Linked DNA regions of Gossypium hirsutum: region 2 is linked to region 1. Evidence: chromatin contacts called from public Hi-C data. All regions are on one chromosome and are shown on one strand. The core of a region is the stretch at or near the end of the contact, and the rest is flanking DNA. Distances in the headings are between cores, read along the strand shown.

Region 1 (7,287 bases), core at 2,883-5,382:
GGGAGGACTAAATTGGATCCCCCACTCATCAGTGCTTTAGTCAAGAGATGGAGACTGGAGGCCCACACGTTCCATCTTTCATGCGATCAGTGTACAATTATACTCGAGGACATCAGTTTACAACTCGGTCTACCGGTCGACGGGGATGTCATTACAAGGCTAGTTGTTAGTGCCGATTGGAGTGCAACATGCGACCAACTATTAGGGAAGGTGTCGAACAGGTTTAGGGGTAGCCAGATCGAGATAAGATGGTTGGAGGACAACTTCCAAACTATCGAGACTTCAACGAGCGACGTTGAAAAGGAACAATTCACGCACGCATTCATCTTGAGGTTGATTGGGGGTCTGCTAATGCCAGATAAATCTCACAATTTGGTTCATTTAAGGTTTCTACTACTACAGGCCGACTTGAAAGAAGTAGGACAACTTAATTGGGGATCGGTGGTGCTGGCGATATTGTATCGAGAAATGTATTAAGCGACGATATCGAAAAAAGCTAAAATAAGCAGTTGCATGCTCCTTTTTCAATCGTGGGCATGGTATCGACTACCATTTTTACGCCCTCGAGTGCAAGTCCCTTATGTATTCCCACTCGTAACATGGTAAAATTTATTTGATAATATTTTTACCATATTGGAATTTTCATTGTTGTGATTTTGAAATAACATATTTTTTAAATAGGTGGAACAATCCCGCGAGACACAGCAATATACCGACCGAGCTTAAAGACATTCAATTAGCTTTAGATCAACAAATAGAAGAGGAAGTTAGCTTATGAATTTCAAAATTATCGATTTTTTATTCCAGCATTTGAAATTAAATATTAGGCACATGTTGAAATTTATAAATTCGTACTACAGTTTGTATGGATGCCATACGCGAATACAAGGATTCAAGAATGCATCTCAGACGAATTTTTAGCCAACTGCAACATCTAGCACGTGAAAGTGTCATTAATCGTTTTTGCAATAGTCGTGATGCACAAATCTGACCAGGTGATGCGGCAAATCTGGTGTACACAACATATTCCGCCGCAACCTCAGGAGCTCGATGACCTGCGCAAGATCAACATACGGGGGAGACTTGAAGAAGATTGGACAACATTCTACAAGAAGTATATCGAATTTTGGCACAAGTATGTTTAATTGCCAACGCGTGAATTGTTTCTCACGTTGGAGTTAGCGACATCTTTGGATTACATGGATTGGTTCAGGCAACATGAGAAGCCGTATCTACTGTCGGTTTCAAAAAGGAGTAGGCAACATCGCTGTAGGAGGACAAGACGAGGGCCCATCAATACTAGGTCAGGAGGAAATGTCGCAGAAGGATCGACATCTACTCCACATGCACACAAAGACTCGATTGTCGTGCAACCTCTCGGCCAGTATGGTTCATTTATTCCTGGCACTGTTTGATTGCGAGCTGTATGTTGTACCGCTTGACTATGGCCACAAAAGCATCTTTGAAGTCAAACTCCATCCCAACCTCTAAATGGTTGAAATGTAGAGATGAAGTCGCATACCCTGGTCTTCTATAAGGGAAGTCTGAGAATTCTAAAACCATCGCCAACAACAATATCGACCGTATGCATGTGGGGTGGGGATTTATACACTGTGAAACCCGGGTCATCCCATTGAGCGATGTCCACCATCTTTCAGTTCAGTAGGAATGGGATTCGATTTTGAAATCACTGCAATTTTTGCACCATCCGGTATGGCCTCCTCTACCATGTCATTATCTGTCACGCAATAATTTTCTACCTCTTCGTTATCAACCCTGTCTACAAATCCAAGGCGGGATGTGCCCTCGCCGGTTGAGGTTGTCAGGAGTAGACCATCCATTCTTATAAAGTTGATGTCAACCTCAAAATCACTTTTGTTTGGCCCACCCAGTAGCTTAATGACGTACCTGTGTGAGTGTTACTAGTGTTGAACATCAGTGTATCAAAGTTAAAATCAAACGCACTAACAGAATCTAGTGCGGATATGTCGTAGGCCCGGTGACCAAATAAACCTGACTGTCCCCTAAAATTGGCATCGATGAGCAAAACCGATAAATGCCTCTCCATTGATGATGATTACTACTAGTCTTGGTATGAGCTTTGCAGCAATGATGTGAATCCACCGCACAGCCGTGTGGTAAGACTTTCAATTTCTTGATCTGGTGTAGAATTTGGTGGACACAGTGCTATCAAGTTTAGGCCACATTCGTCCTCTTCGACGAAGTCAACATATAACTCTAGTACAAAATTCTTACTAGAACAATGGGATTTGGTCACCTATTCCAAATCGTTGTCCCTCTTGATCTCAAAGATGACATATCTAATGGGGTCATATAACAAGAGTTATCTACATTTGAGGCTCGAAATTCTTCTCTGAATGCCCACTTTGTGCCTAATTTTTGTCTGAAGCTCTTTCAATGTTAGGCCACAGTTGAATGCCAAATCTTTGGATTGCGCTGATACAAAAACGAGGCCAATTTCGATCTCACGAATTTAACCATTGTAATGGATAACAACTCTAACTCGTCTGCTCATCTTTGACAAAATAGTTTAACCCACATGTTTAAAATCGAGGAAATAGTAAAAAATATAGTTATCATCATCCAAAACCATAAACCTACACGTAACTTGACGAATTACCTTTGCTTCAACAACAACGTAGGAATGAAATTCAAGCTTGCACGACAATGTTGATTGCTAATGCCAAGTATCCTTTAACAACTTGCTTCAATTTTTGGTATGGAAAACTAAATGTTTGTATTACACTCTTTCTATAAAGCTTTTACATAGACGAACATGAAATTTGTGGGGTGGAAATGCTCCCCCGTAGGTGCGTTTTTCAAGAATCGTGAATTTCATCCCGGGTTGATGAAAACCCTAGAGAGAAAACACCCTCTGCAGGAGGCATTTTCCATTGGCATGTCAGACTTGCAGTGAAAATGCATCATGCTATAAGCGTTTTCTAGTTAGACATGTAGAGAGAAAACGCCCCTGCTGGAAGTGTTTTCATTATAATTTCAATCAAAAACGCCTGTTGCCAGAGGTGTTTTGTCTCTAGGGGTTTCAACCCCCAACCATGCTTGATTGCTAGTGCATTTAAGACCCTCCAACCCGAGATTTTCGGGGTAAATTTAATACATTACAAGTCAAGATTCTCGGGATTAAAAAATTATCCTTTTTACCTTGCCCATTCCCTATATAAATGCACTAATGCTAAATCTACTCACCCACATCTTTAAATTATTTTTTCTTACTTTTGAGTATTGAAATTTTCAGGTTTAAAGATTTATTTCTTTCGCTTTAAGTGAGGCATCATCTTATTTTTAAGTTATGTTAGGGTTCACGGTGATGTTGTGGAGTCGAGTGACCTACAAATTTCACCTGCCGTATGAGCATGGAGCCATCACTCAAGAATCCAAGATCGCAATGCAACTCGAGATCCAAGTTGACGGTGATTATATCATCTCAGGTTCAAGTGTAACTAAGGCTTCAAGTTTACAAAGTTTATACTGCCAAGGGATAGAGCATAACTTTGGCCCTAGTTGATGGTGGTTATGCTGGCATGACAATGATTTTTTCCATCATCAAAGGAGGATGCTATATACCTCCGGAATAGAAGTGCGAGGGAGGAAAACGCAATGGCACTTTAGTAAAATCAAGTAATTTTGTGGACATGGACAAAACAAATTACTTGTTTATATTAAAACGCCACTGCGTTTTTCTTCCTCGTAGTTCTATTTTGGTGGTTTATAGCAAGCTCCCCTGATCATGAGAAATTCATTGCCGTGCCCGCATAACCACTGTCAAATGGGGCCCCATTTATGCTCCATCCATTGATAGCACAACCTTTGTAAAATTGAATCTATAGTTACATTTCAACTAGAGACCGTATAGTTACCGTCAACTGGGACCTTGAGTTGCAATGCGATCCAACTTTTCGGGTGATGTCTCCATGCTCACATGCCAAATGAAATTCGTAACTCACTCAACTTTATGACACCATTGTAAATTCAAATATACCTTTAAACGGTAATAATGTCTATCTCAAGAGAAAAGATAAATATACAAACTTATAAGTTCAAACTATAAGAAAAAAAAAAGAAAAAAAAATTAGCAAGTGAAAAAGCATTTTCTTTTCAGTTTCCAAAGACGGCATAAGTCATACTTTCTCAATTGATTTTTTTATTGTATCCATTATGCGCACATGAATAAAATTGTAGGCACTCGAAATCAAAGCGTTGGTTTTCAAAGGTTGACAAATTCCCACCAAACTCTACTTGTGATTGTTGATCGGAGGGGAATTAGCATAGCAGCAGGTAAGAGAAAAAAGCGAAGTTGTTGACTTTATTTTATTCCCACCAAAGTCTACTTGTAAATGTTCGTCGGAAGCCGTTGATGACTGATTTGATTTCTGAAAATATGGATGAGCTGATTCAGTCAACAGCCATTCCTTTTTGTCACTTTCCTCTTTCCCTCTTCTCATCAATACTTTGATTGAAATTTGTTTTTGAAGTTGTGTGTCAACTTGGAGATGATTTGGAGAGGATGCATATTGGCCCTCAGCTTCTGCTGTTGTTGTCTCCTGCTCCTTGCTGCACCTGCACCTGCTCCCATTACCCATCCTTCCGAAGGTTTGAATTCCATATATCATTCTCGTTTCCACTTCTAATTAACACTACTAATCTGAACCTAAATCTTTACCATTTGCTGGATGAAGTATCTAACAATGATAGAAATGACTGGATTAGTAATATGAACTTTATTTCTTATTTAGAATTCAGGATATTGTTATTGGATAAGGGTGATGCATACTGCTTCTGCATCTACGCATGTTTTGGCGTGAAAATTTCGCTTTTTTGAAGCCCTATTTATCAATTTCCTTTATGGGTTGAAGTCAGAATATTTTTATATATAATTGCAGTTAGCGCATTACTAGCAGTGAAGAAGCAATTGGTTGATCCAAAGAACAATCTCAGAAATTGGGACAAAGGGGATCCTTGCACATCCAACTGGACTGGAATTCTATGTTTTCATAATCTTGGGAAGGATGGATATTTGCATGTTCAGGAACTGTACGTTTTCTCTTACCACTCTTTGCATTCTCTACATCGACTTGTGATAGGGTTGCTGCTCCACTTTTCAATCGTTTTTCATTTTGTTGATTCTGGAAAATTTTGCTGCTTGTCCTTAATGCTGTCTGCTATATATAATTATTGCAGTCAGCTACTAAATATGAATCTCTCTGGAACTTTAGCGCCTGAACTTGGCCAACTTTCTCACCTCAAAATACTGTGAGTTTGTTATATCTTAAATGTTTTTGATACATAATTTCCAGTAGAGCTAACTCCTTTTCTCTTTTTGTTTGTGGAAGAGATTTCATGTGGAATGAATTGACTGGTAGTATACCGAAGGAGATAGGACATATCTCTACCTTAAGACTCCTGTAAGTTGGATTTTTCTTATTCCTTCTTCTTCTTCAATAAAGAAATATGAGGTAATAATAAGTTTCTCAGCCTAAGATCAATTTTATATGGTGCAAAGATCCATTTAAAGTTGTTAAAATATATAAATGAAAGGCTCTTTGAGTTTGAAGATGAAGTGGTTGTCCAAAAATAAAGAGAAAAACATGATATTTGTTAGTTTTGACTTTCTATATGGCATTCTTTATGCAGACTCTTGAACGGAAACAAATTATATGGTTCTTTGCCAGATGAACTTGGCTACCTCTCAAATCTGAGTAGACTTCAACTAGATCAGAACAACATTTCTGGTCAAATACCGAAAACCTTTGCCAACATGAGCAGTGTGAGACACCTGTAAGTGAACCTGCAAGCTAAATGCCATTTCTACTTTACATGGACATAAACATTTAAATGTGTTTCACCTTGTTAATATTCACCATATGGATGAATAAAGCTGTACAAAGGTGAGAGAAATTCAAAGAAAAGAATTCTATACATTCTGAGTTAATTATCTCTAAGCTATATTATATATAGGCATAACTAGCTTAGCTGTTTAACTCATTTATAACTAACTAAACTAACTTGTATATTTCTACACAGCTTAAGTAGGAGACAAACAATTTTCTACTTGTTTTACATGCTGGTTTGTAATGTGCAGCCACCTCAACAACAACTCCCTTGCAGGCCAAATTCCTCCAGAGTTATCTCAGATATTCACTTTGCTTCACTTGTAAGTTCATATAACATAGGCTCTCATTCATATGCGTTTTTATTTTCTTTTGCATTGTTATCCATATTTATTTATTTGTTTTTGTAATCTGGTGAGTTATTGGTGATATAAAATTTTGATTGTTTTCAGGCTTTTGGATAATAATAACTTATCTGGATATCTTCCTCCAGAATTCTCGAACTTGCCAAATTTGCGCATTCTGTATTTTTCTTCCCTACAATCATCTTCCTCATTATGTGCTTTAGTTATTGACATTATCTTCCAGGTTTAATTTGTTTCTTTATTGATGTTATACCTTTTTTGTACCAAGCTAAGTGTTTGTCACCAAAATCTTAAGTGGCAAACTTTGATAAGGCATACATATTTCATTTTCTTATGTATGTGTTAGTTGTACTGGCATTAACTGTTTTCTTCATTTCTGCAGTCAGCTTGATAACAACGACTTCAGTGGATCTGTTATTCCAGCTTCTTACAGGAACTTTTCTAGATTAGTGAAATTGTGAGTGTTAGTAAACCTTTTACTTAATCCTAGTGAGGTATAAACGTTTAAGCTTTTAAAGGTAGTGATTGTTATGTCACTAATTAACTAAAAGGGTCATAAAGACCATGGACTTGCCATTGAGATAGAAATACATCAATCCCAGTGTTGAATATAATGTATACCTAATTAACTCTTCAATGTTTAATTCTGTCTAGATTTTCTATTTGATACCATGGAATAAACTGTACAAGCAATATGTTTTGGCACCAATCTGCTGAAGACTACTGATGCTTTTTTTTTTTTTATCTTTCTTCGTGTCTTTCAGAAGTCTCAGAAATTGCAGTTTGCAGGGAGCTGTTCCTGATCTTAGCAGGATCCCAAGCCTTAGCTATCTGTATGTCTGGGTTACTCTTTAAATTATTGTTTGTATTTAATATTTACCTTCATGGGCATGGCTGCTCTTTATGCAATAAAGCAAATTTTCATCTCATTGCAGCCACCAGACTTAACTCCTGTTCTTGTATCTGCATTCATGTGGCAGGGATCTCAGCCGGAACCATCTTGCTGGACCCATACCAGAAAATAAGCTTTCAGAGAATATGACAACCATGTA
Region 2 (7,287 bases), core at 1,666-4,165, 210 kb after region 1:
ATGATATAAAGTATTTTTGTAATTGTTTTAGTTATGTTTATGTTAAGTAGTTAACTTTTAAAGTTTTTATTTTAATAATATTTTTTTACCAAATTAGACACTAAAAATATGAAATTTTATTCTTGAAGGCGGCTAATAGAACATCAGAAAGGTGGAGAAAAGAATATGCTGAATTTCAACATCTGAAGCCTCAATGCTTTTATCGCAGCATCGAGTCTGAGGCTAACGGGAATAGATTGAGAAGCTCACACTTAAAGAATACAACATCAACTTTTGGGCTTAACCCATCTTTTAATCAAGTGTTGATAATGACCAAGAATAAAAAAGAATAGGCTATGTGAAAATGTAAAGGCCCAAAACACTCCCAAGAGGACAAAAAAATAGAATAGGAAAGGGAGTTGACCTAGTCCACAATCTTTTGGGGAGATATAAATATCATACTTTGAGAAAAAAAAAGAGGAGAGCCGTCTGGTACATAACGTAATATCAGTTTTCAGAAGGAAGCAAGTTAGAGAAGAAAAAGATCCAAAGAGGAAGAAAGCGATAAAAATGTCTGGAGGAGAACCACCTCATTCGGCTCATCATCTCTTCACCTTTCTCTGTGACTTTTATTTCTTTTCCTTTGCTATTTTGAACCATGGCTCAGTTTTGCTTGATTGTTGTTAATTTGATGATTATGGGCTTTAGCCCATAATATGAGATTATTGGTACTTTGTTAAAGATGCTTGTTAATCTAAAAAGGTTGTGATTAATGGATGTAAAACTTGAATGGTGCATGTTTAATTTCTTTGATTTTAAATGTGTAATGATATAGACATATATTGTTACCGTGCATGATCTTGTAGAAATGGTGCTTGCAATTGTAATCTTGACATTAATTTGGAATAAACATATGTTATTAAGGATTGAACATAGTGGCTTTGAAAGAAGCTTATAAACTGTTAATTTCGGATTAATAAATCGTCATAATGTTGCAACATTGCTACAACACCACTACTAGTAGTTGCATATTAGGGGAAATAATTATTCTGGTTTTTCAATTCATTACTTAATTTGTGTTTTTCTTTTCAATTGCTTTACATCTTCTTCTTTTTTTTTTGCATTCAATTAAATTTTGTATTTCCTTTCCAAGTTGCCATTTGTTAACTTCAAAATTTATGTTTTAAAATCAGTCCCTGTAGAGACGATAACTTTAGTATTTACTACTATATTACTTGCTAGCGATTGTGTACACTTGCACACTATAAGAAAATTCGTAACAGTTTCTATTGTCTTTTCATGTTAATGAATTGAAATAGAAGCATACACAAATTAGTTGCAACAACGATTATAATTGAATCCCAATGTCTCCAAATGACTACTAAATTGTTAGAAGACGTAAATACAAGTCAATAGCTCCACATTGAATTCAAGAAAAAAGTTTGTAAAGTTAATTACACAAAAATGTAATCTTTTCATTGATATTCTCTTTGTTCTTCATACACATACTTGAGCAACCATTTCTTTTATTCTTTTCAAGTGTTGTATTGCTATTAAGTTAGTTTTATCATTGTAATTTCTTCCTTTGAGAGGTGTCTTTAATCATTGTTCTTACTTTTCATTTTTGTAAGGGATTGTTTAAGGTTTTTGGGTAGAAAATCTGAAAGGAAATGACTTTATCTTGCTTAGTGAAAAGATAGGGTTTTGTAAATGTTAAACATTGTCCTTGAAAGGTTCAAATATAGTGAACTTGGAATATCCTTAGTTGTGGTAAACTTAGGTAATGGAGGTAGACAATTGGGGACGAACCACTATACATTCTTAAGTCTTCTTTGTTTGTCATATTTCTTTATAGTTTTTAAAACACTAATTCACCTTTCTCTTGGTGATTATCGAGCTTAACAATAACAAACAGTTTTATAATGTAAATCTATCACTTAAAGAATTCTATACTTAATTTTTTTAATTTATCCAACAATACTTTAATTAAAAGATTAAATAATAGTATACACTAATAATATCTTATGATTGCTTAAAAATTCTACCTAGGTAAGGTACTAGAAGAATATAACTTGAGTTTTTATTATGAAAATATAACGATAAATTAACTCTTAATATTTACATCTTTTATCAATTTGACTGATTTTTTTGGTTAAAATTGACCATTAACCTTTTAAAAATAGTTAAATTTGATCATTGGTATTTTAAATTAATAGAAATACCGGATAAAACATTAAATTTTTAAACATGACAGCTCACCCATTATAATTTTTTGAATGTTTTATTTTTTGAAAATTTTTATAAATTTTAAATTAATTTACCGGCATGACATATAAGACAAAAAATTTCATGATAGCATAAAACTCTTTTTGAAAGATTAATAGTCAAATTGAACTTTATCAATTATTTTTTTAAATAAAATTACAGCTTAACAAGGTGGAAGCTTGGTGAACTTTGAGATTTGTTCTAAAAGCTTAGAATAAAAGTATGATGTTTTTTGGTATAACCATAAGTATCTTAATCCTTCGTAGCAATAATATTGATTTTAGGATTTAAATTTAGTGTAAATATTTAATAAAAAATTTAATTTCAATTTTTTTAACCACTTATTAATATTATTATTTTTAAATTATAATAATTATAAAATGATGATATTAAATTTTGTTTAACGATTTTTAATTTAAATAAAATTACGAAAATATAAATTTTATAATTAATTATTTGATATAACTCTTGTAATTAAGAGTAAGAAAGTTATCACATATAGTTATATATTTCAAATTTGTACTATACCTTATAATACAATTATTAAAGCATCAACTTCTTTTTTAATTTAAATTAAATAAGTTAGATTTCCTTGAAAATTTACCAGCCCACGTGGCAGACATTCAAATTCTGGTAATATATTCTATGTGTGAGAAAAGCTTAGGACTAAAGGAAGAGAAAAAAGAATTTTTTAATTTATTTTTTGGTTTTCAAATTTAGAATAAAGAAAAAGTTGAGTTTTTGAATTTTTGTTACACACTATGAAAGGCGTGTTTGGAAAATTCCTTATTTCAAACCTTCACGCTTTCTCGTTCAAAGTAAAAGCCAAACCAACAAATCTGCGACCAGCCGCCTGATCGTCACACCTACAGACCTACCGCCGGCCGAGGAGCTAGTCTTGAGTGTCGCTTCTCCTCCTCCTCCTCCGACGTCTTTGGAACTGGAACTTGTTAACCTTTAACAATAAAGACGAAGAGAGAGGTGAATTAGCCTTAAGTTTATATTCTTTTCTCTTTTTCCTTAGATTCTTATGAAGGAAAAAGTTGTATATGCGAAAGAGAGTTACCTACCAGAATCATAAAAAAATCAAGATATATGGGTTGATAGGCTGAATTTGGATCCTTGTTAAGCTACGTAGATCATCTCCATGGATTAGAGTTAGGGTTTTCACTTCTTACCCGAAAACTAAATTGAAGTTCTTTTCAAAATATGTTATAAATTGGAGTTGGATATGCTGCTGATTATGACTTTATAATATTTACTTAGCTGTTATTGGGTTTCATTCCTTCTGCCCTAATTAATTCTGAAATCATACTTTCTTCTTGTATCTCTTTCATGTTCCTATATTCAGTTATGTTTTTATTTTTGCGGCATTAATTGTTCTGTTCTGATATAGTGTTAGTTTTATGTCCGATTCTTCTGTTTTTAATGTCTAGTTGGCAATCGACAGGGATTAATTTTATGATATTGATTAGTTTTCAAGACATGATTTCTAGTTTGCGTGGTTTGATGTGTATGAACACGTTGCTGAGTACAACTTCTTTTCGGTTCAGATGCCAAACTTGTCTAAGGAAATAGAAAAACATGACACTGACTCTGGGCATCATCCGAGAGAAGATAGTGAATACGATAGGCTGGTTATTTCTAATGAACCTACCGCAGCTGGAGTGGACATCTTACAACCTCAACCACCCACAAGGAGTGAAACTTTTAGCTGGTGGATCAAAGCCTTCATCTTCTGCATTTTTGCTGTTATATTGATTCTTGTTTTTTTGAAATGGGGAGTTCCGTTTCTTTTCGAGAAGGTACTTACTGATTACCCATAGCTCTCTTCGCTTTCTGTCTCTCTATGTCCTCTATCTCTTAGAGTTTTGCTTATTACACAACTTTTGTTCGTTGTTTTTGTGTTTGTAATTCATGTCTTTGAGTTGTTTGACTAATTCCTGCAAAATGAAAATATGTACTTGGTTGTTAGTTTTTTCTAGGTGTCTTATTGAATGAATTTACCGTTTGCTTACACATCTGATCACCTGGTAACTTTAACATTCTTTGTCATAGACATGTTAAAATTTGCATTGAAGAAGCTACATTGTGATTGAGTGCACACAAGTTAAATCTTGTTGCGTAACTGTAGTACTATAATTATTTTAGCTAAACTGAAGTGGACAAAAGTTAAATTTTGTTGCTTAATTGTGGTACCATAATTATCCGAAAGGCCAGATTTTAACCAAAAAAATGAGCTCTAAAAACCAGCTGAGTTTTGTCTACACTTTCACTCTCAATATATGATTCAAAGAGGTACATAAGTCATCAATGTATTTTGAAAGTGAAAATCCTTTATTAAAATTCAATTTCTATGGAAAATTTAAAGTTGTCTAGAATTTTAGAAATCGGAAAACAAGGTTTCTCAAATAATGTCTTTTATCTGTTTTCCTTAATTATATCTAGAGCTAAAATATAGTTGAAAAATTCTAAAACAATATCCAAAACTAATTGGGCGTTAAAATTTTTAATATTTGGAACTACACTACGAACATTGCAATGAAATCTGTTTGGAAGAGTCAACGTCAAGTGATCTGTTGGAAACTAAAGACCAGCATCTGTGACATTTCAAACAATAATTAATATTAGATGGACTATGAACTAAGCTAAGAAAGGGATATTTATTGATACTTCTCAGAGGAAATGATGGTTTTCATTTGCCAGTTTAATTTGCATGGGAGTTTTGGATGTATACAACTCTCTTTATATGATTATATTTTTCATGATTTGGATGCTGTTTAAGATTGCATCCTTAAGCGTACTCATCATGTGATAACTGAAACTTTAGCATTTGATGAATTTTCAATTTAACTGTAGATTCTTTTCCCAATCATGCAATGGGAAGCAACGGCCTTTGGTCGCCCAGTTCTTGCAGTTGTGCTTGTTACTTCTCTTGCCTTGTTTCCTGTCCTCTTTATACCTTCGGGTCCCTCCATGTGGTTGGCTGGGATGATTTTTGGCTATGGTCTGGGGTTCCTCATAATTATGGTCGGAACAACCATCGGAATGGTCCTACCATATTTGATTGGACTGCTTTTCCGTGAGCGTATCCATGTAAGACTTCTACTTGGTTTCAGCTAATTTTAAATAGTTATTTTGGAAATTTGATCTTCATTCCTGCTGTCTATGATTTTTTCTTCTCTTGGATGGACAGCAATGGTTAAAGAAATGGCCCCAGACAGCTGCAATGGTTCGACTTGCAGGAGAAGGAAGCTGGTTCCATCAATTTAAAGTGGTCGCTCTCTTTAGAGTTTCACCGTTTCCTTACACAATTTTCAACTATGCAGTTGTGGTAACCAACATGAAGTTTTGGCCCTATTTATGTGGATCAATTGCTGGAATGATTCCAGAAGCTTTTATTTATATCTACAGGTATGCAATGTGATCAACTCATGTTAAATTTTTAGTACTCTGGTTCTAGGTTTAAGCTCTTTAGGAGCCCTTGAAATTTATTTCTTAATTTGTTGAAATGAGCCTGCTGTCCTTGACTCCTCGTACCTACAAATGAGTTCTAATATAGAATTTGGGCTTGCAATTGTCAATCAAGTGAACATAAAACTTGTTCCTTTTAGGGTGCTAAGTTAAGCAGGTGGTGTGCTTTATTGTAATTTGCTGATGCGCTTAAAATTATGACATTATTACTAACTACGATTGCACATTGCAACTTTGAAAACACACCCTCAAATACTGATTATTCTAGTTTTGCCATCACCCTATACCACCTTAATACCACAACTTTTAGGCGTCAATTAATTTAATCCTTATTAGGAGATCAGATTATAATTTATTAGGAGAAGTCTTAGGAGATTTTATTTATGGGTGAAAGTATCTGGTAGTTCCCTTTATTATAGAGATCGAATCAAATTAGTCCCTCTACTATTATATGGATCAATTAGTCCCTATATCATTAAAAAGAATAAAATAAGGTCGAATTTTAACAGAGTTAACGTTTATTGTTTTAAAGAAGTATTATTTATTGTTTAACAAAATTAATATTTTAAAAGCTTTTATGGTTCTACAAATGAACCTTTTGTTAGGAGTTAAATTGCAAATGAAAAAAATAATTTTCATATACTTTTTTATAAAGTTAATGGTAACTTCATTAAAATTTGACCTTATTGATTCTTTTTAATAATATAGAGACTAAATTGATCTATTTAATAATGGAGGGACTAATTTGATCCGGTCTCTATAACAGAGGGACCGACATATGTTTTCATCTTTTATTTATGAGCATTTTATATCATAGGAGTCTTAGTTGGAGTATTTGCTTTAAATTACTTTAGTAAGTGTTTTATTTGAACTATGTAATGTCTATTTAAGAGCCAAATTTTGGAGAAATGAGCTTATGGAAAATTAATTCAATTTTAAGAGGTTTAAGACTATCTAACAAGTCTAAGGTAAGGACTTCCTTTGAAGAGTTCCACACATTCACCGTAGGGTATTCGCTTGGAAGAAATAGAAACAAGGGGAAAACCCCACAAAGCCAAATGATTTTCGTACAAATCATTCACTGATTCAATTCGTAACTTGGAACTGTAACAACTTGGCACCAGAGCTAGACATTATGGGTGACTCCAACATCAGAGAGGAATTTGACGCAAATTAGAGTTACGATGGCTAAAAGCATCGATAAGTTGGGAAATATGCTATTGCAACAACTGTTGTTGCAAATACAAGAATTTATGGCTTCCTACCAAAATCGTGAAAGCTAAAAGGGTTTGACGGAGGAGACAACAATGTCAACCAAATTCGTAGTTGACAGAATAGGCAAGAGAACAGGATAGAGTCAACAGGTGAGTCAGGAGTACTATGATTTGCAAAGTTAGATTTTCCAACCTTTGATGGTACGGAAGATCCCTTGATTTGGCTACATAGGGGTGAGAAGTTTTTCTCGAACCAAAAAACAACTAAGGTAGATAAAGTGGGATTGACAGCATTTCACATGACAGGAGAAGTGCAGTTGTGGTTTTGCTAAATGGAAAAGGAGATTGGCTTCAA

The links. A called contact is a pair of places that touch in the nucleus more often than the background predicts.
Region 2: a Hi-C map of petal shows a contact between it and region 1, with 2.2 times the contacts expected there. The contact joins the promoter of LOC107910609 here to the promoter of LOC107888831 in region 1. A contact is called at or near these places in 2 of 34 Hi-C or Micro-C datasets (leaf and petal).

What each region holds. Positions count from the first base shown.
Region 1 is chrD02:28,192,080-28,199,366 of Gossypium_hirsutum_v2.1, forward strand. LOC107888831 (probable LRR receptor-like serine/threonine-protein kinase At1g06840) reads left to right here and starts at 4,133. Exons shown (of 21, transcript XM_041088553.1): 1 at 4,133-4,317; 2 at 4,515-4,632; 3 at 4,923-5,073; 4 at 5,221-5,292; 5 at 5,373-5,444; 6 at 5,674-5,817; 7 at 6,122-6,193; 8 at 6,323-6,394; 9 at 6,618-6,692; 10 at 7,000-7,068; 11 at 7,216-7,284. The coding sequence starts at 4,533.
Region 2 is chrD02:28,400,434-28,407,720 of Gossypium_hirsutum_v2.1, forward strand. It overlaps LOC107910609, which reads left to right and starts at 2,916. Exons shown (of 5, transcript XM_016838515.2): 1 at 2,916-3,225; 2 at 3,798-4,049; 3 at 5,104-5,340; 4 at 5,441-5,658. The coding sequence starts at 3,798.